Regions from separate parts of the Mus musculus genome. Here region 1 is linked to region 2. The links are chromatin contacts, called in public HiChIP or PLAC-seq maps. All regions are on one chromosome and are shown on one strand. Each heading gives the region's core, a stretch centred on a gene start, on an enhancer-like site or on the middle of the called end of the contact. The rest is flanking DNA. Distances are from core to core; before and after follow the strand shown.

Evidence for each region. HiChIP or PLAC-seq counts read pairs in DNA pulled down with a chosen protein or histone mark.
Region 1: a BATF HiChIP or PLAC-seq map of CD8 T cells shows a contact between it and region 2, with 7 read pairs. The contact joins two enhancer-like sites. A contact is called at or near these places in 5 of 39 promoter capture datasets (cranial neural crest, embryonic stem cells, liver and 2 more), 1 of 15 datasets of contacts at CTCF or cohesin (CD8 T cells), 3 of 484 Hi-C or Micro-C datasets (CD4 T cells, bone marrow-derived macrophages and embryonic fibroblasts), 4 of 115 datasets of contacts at active chromatin or transcription factors (CD8 T cells, bone marrow-derived macrophages, embryonic fibroblasts and 1 more) and 4 of 9 other capture datasets (adipose tissue, embryonic stem cells, liver and 1 more).

The regions. Positions count from the first base shown.
Region 1 is chr12:33,188,924-33,192,141 of GRCm38.p6, forward strand. The region is part of intron 2 of Atxn7l1 (ataxin 7-like 1); the gene reads left to right. Among named protein-coding and RNA genes, the nearest start is that of F730043M19Rik, 43 kb to the left of the region's middle. Within about 2 kb of position 1,933, at least 28 of the 459 cell types and tissues checked have an H3K27ac peak or open chromatin away from gene starts, as enhancers often do. A contact at or near this core is called in CD8 T cells, where this site is marked.
Region 2 is chr12:33,034,743-33,037,702 of GRCm38.p6, forward strand. It overlaps Cdhr3 (cadherin-related family member 3), which reads right to left. Exons shown (of 20, transcript NM_001024478.1): 18 at 1,805-1,853; 19 at 175-326. The coding sequence ends at 178. The region is part of intron 2 of Gm40874 (a long non-coding RNA gene); the gene reads left to right. Among named protein-coding and RNA genes, the nearest start is that of Gm40874, 40 kb to the left of the region's middle. Within about 2 kb of position 1,584, at least 89 of the 459 cell types and tissues checked have an H3K27ac peak or open chromatin away from gene starts, as enhancers often do. A contact at or near this core is called in CD8 T cells, where this site is marked.

The DNA.
Region 1 (3,218 bases), core at 683-3,182, 150 kb after region 2:
AGCTAGCTGCGACTTTGTGCCGCCTCACCCTTCCATGCTGGGATGTTGTCTGGCTTGAACTGGCACATGTCTTGTGCTTGCTGTCAGATTCCCTATGAGCTCATAGATGCATCAGCTCTGTTGTGTCTGCAAAACCCTGTTTTATTGTCACCATTGACACCTTTGGCTCCTTCCCTCTTTTCACTCTCTCTTCTACAGTGATCCCTGAGCCTTAGGAGGATGGGGTGTCATTTAGGCGTTCCACTGAGGGCTGAATATTCCATTCTCTTATTCTTTGCACCTTGGCTCCCTGTGTTAATTGCCATCTACTGCAAAGAGAAACTTGTCTGGTGATGGTTGAGAGATGCATCAATTATTGGGTATAATGAAAGTCACTAGAGTTAGTTTAAAACTGTGCCTGTTTAACAGAATAATAGTTGTAGGTTCTCCCTAGGGTCAATGCACAGTTCTTGAGCCTGATATTGGTGTCAAGTATGGGTTTCATCCCAGGGGTCAGAACTTAGATCCAAATAAAAGGGTGGTTGGTTATATGAATAACCTCCTTGCCACTGTTACACTGTTACTCGGTGGGCGTGGCTTGTCCAGACAGTCATTCTTGTAAGGCTGGTGCTGACTTTTGTCCTCAGTAGCTTGCACAGCTCCTTTCAGCACTAAGGGAGAGAGCCAGTAGGGATGGAACTTCTAAGTCAGCCAGCTTGGTTTCTTCTTGTTCTACAACTCAAGCATGTGATTTCTTCAACCTTAGGGTTTTACTATCTAGTTCCAGAGGGTAACCCAGAGACGGCAATAGCCTGTAATGTTTGGGGGTCCATGGGACCTTTCTGGTCAACAACTTCAAAAGATGTAACCCATTCCTAGACTGGGCTGTTTATTTGATAGTGTGTGGTGTCTAGTAGAGATGTTGTCAACTTGTTTTAGCTAGGAGGTTTTATCGCCTGCAAAGCATGAATCTCTCAACACCAAACCCATTAGTATGGTCAGTGCGCTACCTCTACACCCCAGCTACCAGCTGCTTTTTGGATTCATCCACTACCCCAGACACCTTTCCCCCTGCTCTTGAGAAGTGATGGCATAAAGGGGACAAGTCCAACAGGAGCCCTCACCACCAACATCAATGTTACCAGTACTGCCACCACCACTCAGAGAGAAAAACAAAAATCCAAAGGTGGCCATCCCCAGTCTTCAGCTAGTACACTTGTAGATGCTTTCCCGAGAAGCATGATTCCCCGGGCCCCATGGCTACCATGGACTTTTTGCTCTAGACATTATGGGTTTGGAAAGAGGGAATGCTGTGTTGCAAAGCAGCGGTACCATCCCCGAGGCATGAGAATTTTGCTGTGAACAGCTCATATGCCAGCAAGGGCTCAGTGGCTTCCGTGGGACAGCGCTGTGGGCTGATGGTGCTGAGTCAATGAACTCTACAGCAATGTCACTGGAGGGTGTCTGGGGCTTACAAATTTTGAGTACGTGCAATGTCACCACAGAGCAAAACCACATTTCTGGCATCCACCAAAGTCAAGGATTAATTATGCAGGGGGAAAAATAAGATGTTCCAAGTAGCTGTTAATAAAAGTGCTAGAAGGATGGTAGCAATAATCACAGTGAACTCTACTGAGCACTTAACTTGAAGCCAGCTTGCCCTAGGTATGCCAAGAACAAGCTCACTTAATGCTCAGAGGTTTCATGATTAAGGAAACTGAAGACAAGAGGTTGAACCGTTTGAACGCAGATCCTTCTGTCTCTGGGGCCTCTGCCTATAAGCAGTCTATCCTTCTGCCTATAACCTGAGTCATCTCAAGCCACCCACTGTACTGTGTTTAGAACCCCAGACTTCCACTGCCAGGTCAAGAATTCCCTGAAGCAGGGAATATGCTATGTTGTTCTATTGTGGCCCTGTCTTCCAAGCCCTCCCCCGTCACGGGAAGAGGGGGTTGGAACGTGTTAGTCTGTAACATCTGCAGCCCAGCAGAAGGGAGATGCCCAAAGGGAAGGGAGATGTCAGAATGCCTGGTCTTTTTATGGCTGGGGATGTTCTGTCTTTCCTTCTACATCCTGGCTTCTTTACGTGGCCAGCTACAGCTCCTCTCCAGTATTTTGCATCTTCTTCCACTCCCAGGGTCTCATTCCCTGCTTCCCTCTGTGCCCTTCCTTCTCTCCAGCAGCCCTGCTCCCTGCAGACATTCCATTGTCACTCACTTGTCTCCCAATACCTGACAGTGTGCACATTGTGAGAATTTTCTCAAATATCAGTTTGAAAAGCTTCAGCTCCTGTGACCTTCAGTCATCAGATTTACACGAACGGAGGACATCTGACTGGGAAACACACTTCTTATGGAATGCAAGAACACATCAGTGGGGTTTGCTTTTCTTTCATTTTAAATCATATTTTTACGATGTAAACATCCATTTTTAAGATTGTTGAACATAAAACGTATATAGTTTTTTTTTAAATGTTAACCCAGAGATTAGAGAGGTAGCTTGGCTGTTAAGCACCCTGCTCTTCCAGAGGAGTCAGGGTCAGTTCCCAGCCCCCACATGGTAGCTCACATCCATTTTTACCTTCAGTTCTAGTGGGTTGGATATGCTCTTCTGGCATCCACAGACACTGGGCACATATATAGATCAACATGCCTACATACTTGTAGGCAAAACAGTACAGATAAAATAAGATTAGAGTATAAATAAATAAACCAAAAGCTAACCCCAATGCAGAAAACTGCTTAAAACCAATAACACATTCGTGAGGCGGGGCCATCTTCAGACCACTTTGAGCCTCTCCTGCTGACCAGTATTCTTTCCTCAAAAATAAGGGATCCTGACATTTCAAGGACAGGTTAAACTCAGTGCAGAGGTTTCTCTCTCCCAGGTAGAGTTCAGCAGTAAGGGATAAGTCCTGGCGGTCTTCCTAGCTCCAATGCTTCGCAGCCCCAGGTAGTTCTGGCTCTCTTCTGGGTTGAAGTATTTCCTTTCCCTAGAGTTAAAGGTTTTTCCTGAAGCTTTACCCTGAGCCTTTGCTGGCCTCCTACGCAGCCTGAACGTAAGCTTTGATTTCAAAACTTACCCAAGACTGGCCAACCCTTTGAAGACGCCTTTCCTTAATTACCGTGAAGTTGGTAGATGGCGAGAAGGTTCATTTGTTTTAGACTAAAGCTGTGCTATGCATACTGGACATTCAGCCTTGAATTGGGGCCCCTGATAGGAGTTTTCTATTCTCTCAC
Region 2 (2,960 bases), core at 334-2,833:
TGTTCTTGCAGGTCCCTACTTGGGACTCTGGTTGCCTGCATCCTTTTTGCCCACGTCCGTGCGCCTGCACCAAACACTGATACTGTCCCTGTGGAGTTTAAGGAGCTACTCCCCGCCTCCACCGCCCACACAGGCTTGCCCCGGCCCTTGGTGAGGGGGCTGGCAAACACACACCTGTTATCTCCCTGTGTGTTTAGGGACTGGTGCTTCTCCAGCTGTGCCTCTGTGCTGGGTACTGGGCTCGGGCCAATTCGGCAGCTGGGTTAATGGGCCTTTCCACCTCCTGGCACCAGTTTTTGAGTTGAATTCATATATTTCCCCGGTCACTAGAGGGCAGATAATAAAGCAATCATGGGAAACAAAAAATTAAACAATTCTGTTTGCACCCACGTCTCCTCTGTTCTGTGCTGATGACTGGGGAGGGGTGAGGAAGGCTGGGAGATGTAACCCCACCCCCCACCCCGAGGTGAAAAGCAGTTTGTGAGGAGCCCAGACAGCCTTTCCATGCCCGCCTCTCCGCCAAGCTGTGCAGCCCAGACACTTGGGGCGTCTCTGGATAGGAAGGTTTGCAGGCTCAGCAAGATGAGAGGGCCATGGAAATTTCCTCATTCCTTGTGACCATCCAATAAATTAGGTTCAATTTCTAGTGGGGTTACCCATTAGGATCTGATTTATTTTTGTTTTAAAACGATTCTTGTATCCACCGTAAGAAAAGGAATTCATTAAATAAGTGCAGAGGTCATTGAATCCACCGGGCTGGCAGAGAGTGTAGACACAGACAAACTGTTCGGGGGATGAGGAGGGGCTGCCATTTTAATTGTGTGGGAGCCAGCAGACACTAATTGATGCATTTGTTCACATTAGGCCAGTTGGCTCCTTTCTTCCCTCTTTCTTCTCTCGGGCACATAAGAACTGCAAAAGTCTTCTCCCTGGCTTCTCTTTGTAAGCCTGGGTTTGAGGCAAGCCGGGCTCCTGCCACTGCAAAGCAGCACAAGTGGCCTCTCTCGGCTCAGGATCCCACCAGCACTTATGCTAATGTGGGCACATTATGGTAACAAGTACCTAATAATAGAGGGAAATTTAATTCCAACAGCAGCAGCTTCTCACTGGAGAGGAGCCATCCTCCTTCCGAGGACTGAAGCCGCCGCCGCCGTTTGCATATGAGGGTGGCAGGGAGCCAACACACTTGCCTCCTGAATTTGGTTTCCTTCCCTTTATTCACGTCTATAATTGAGCCTTTGTAAGCCGAGGGATGTGTGTAAAGGAGCTAAATTTGGAGCTGATTTCGGGAGGGTGGGGGCAATGAGAGCTCTGGAGGCCAGCTTTACCTTATGTTCATCATGTCAACCAAATTCTTGGCCCCGGTCTGGGGGTGGGGGAGCCAAACTTGCCACTTCTGCTACTAATAAGACAGCACCAGACGCGTGCAGGAAGGATCGGGTAGGTGAGAGAGGATCAATCCGTGAGCAGGGAAAAGAATATGACTTCTCGAATTTACTAGTTTCTTATACTAGTTTGTAAATAGGCAGTGGGAGAGGAAATGACACCCTAGAGAGCAAGCCTACAGGTGGGAAGGAAGAGCTGAAGTATAGGGCGGGCAGACAGGCAAGCCACGCCCACAAGTCTGTCCCAGCTCCACTGGGCACCCAACTCAGCTGTGTTACAGCCCCAAACGGTCAGCCTCACGTTGGATGAGTGGCCAAGGTGCTGACCAGTACTTAAAAGGACACTGGACACACTTCCGGACTCTTCTAGCCCAGAACACACGAAGCAATCCCCTTAGGTGGAATTGTCTTTTGGTTACCTGGATCTACGGCTTCTCCATCAAAGACAGAGTTCATCTGGATAGATTCCTAAGGCAAAGAGACTGCTTCAAACACAATTCCAAGGTTCTCCCCAGCCAAGGCTACCCATCCTCACAGGCTAAGTTCCTCAGGAAAGACTTGTTTTATTTTATTTATTTAAAAAAACGACAACAACAACAACAACAACAACAAAAAAAAAAAAAAAAAAAAAAAAAAAAAAAAAAAAACCAAGGCTAAGCCCAGACTAGTCTTGAACTTGAAATGTAGCCAAGTCTGCCTTTCCTGCTTTTACCACCATGCCTGGCTTTTCTTGCCCAAAGCAAGCTTTGAGAATATTGATTTATTCGACATCCACTGGGCCATATGTTAGGGACACCATGGTGAACCAAGCAGGTACATCTGTCTACATAACTTGCCACTGACCAACAGAGGTTACAATGAAGACACATGGCTATGCTAGGAGGAGTGTTGAATGCCATGGAACACAGGTGGCCGGCAAGTAATCCAGACTTATGGGTTAAGAAAGAGTCCTGAGAAAAATACTACCTAAGCTATGTAAAAGCAAGAGTTGAAATGCAAAGTGACTTAGACTAAGATTCACATCTCTTGGGGCATCGCTGTCAGGCAGAATCAGAAGTAGGCCCTCAGGAGCACTTACCTTGAGCCTTGGCAACCCTGCCACATACTGCCCTGCAGCTACCTACCTTGCCCCTCACAAAACCAACAAAACCAAAGCCAGGTCTTCCCTAAGCCCCACCCTCCATGATCGGTATTGTGTGCCATCCCTCAGATAGATCTGAACTCTGTCTAAGGTGCCTGTCCCCAGTCCATGGGCAGCTTTTCACTATATGATACCCCCCATACACACACACAAAGTGGCAAAAACAAGGTCTTCAGCATGCTAGCAAGAAACTATTTAGGGAGCAGCAGTCTTTTCAACGTGGGTTTCCCTTATAGGTACCATCTATCCACTTCCCCATAGCTCTTGGATGCTGAAGAGAAGAAGTGAGAATCTCATGTGTTTCAACTACTAGACCATCTAAAAAGCCCCACATTTTATGTCACGAGGGTTTATTTATTTATCAATGTGGCATAGTTTAAAGGCCATCTATGAGTGGCATTACCCAGGTACCCTAGGGTGCTTCTTTTAGATGG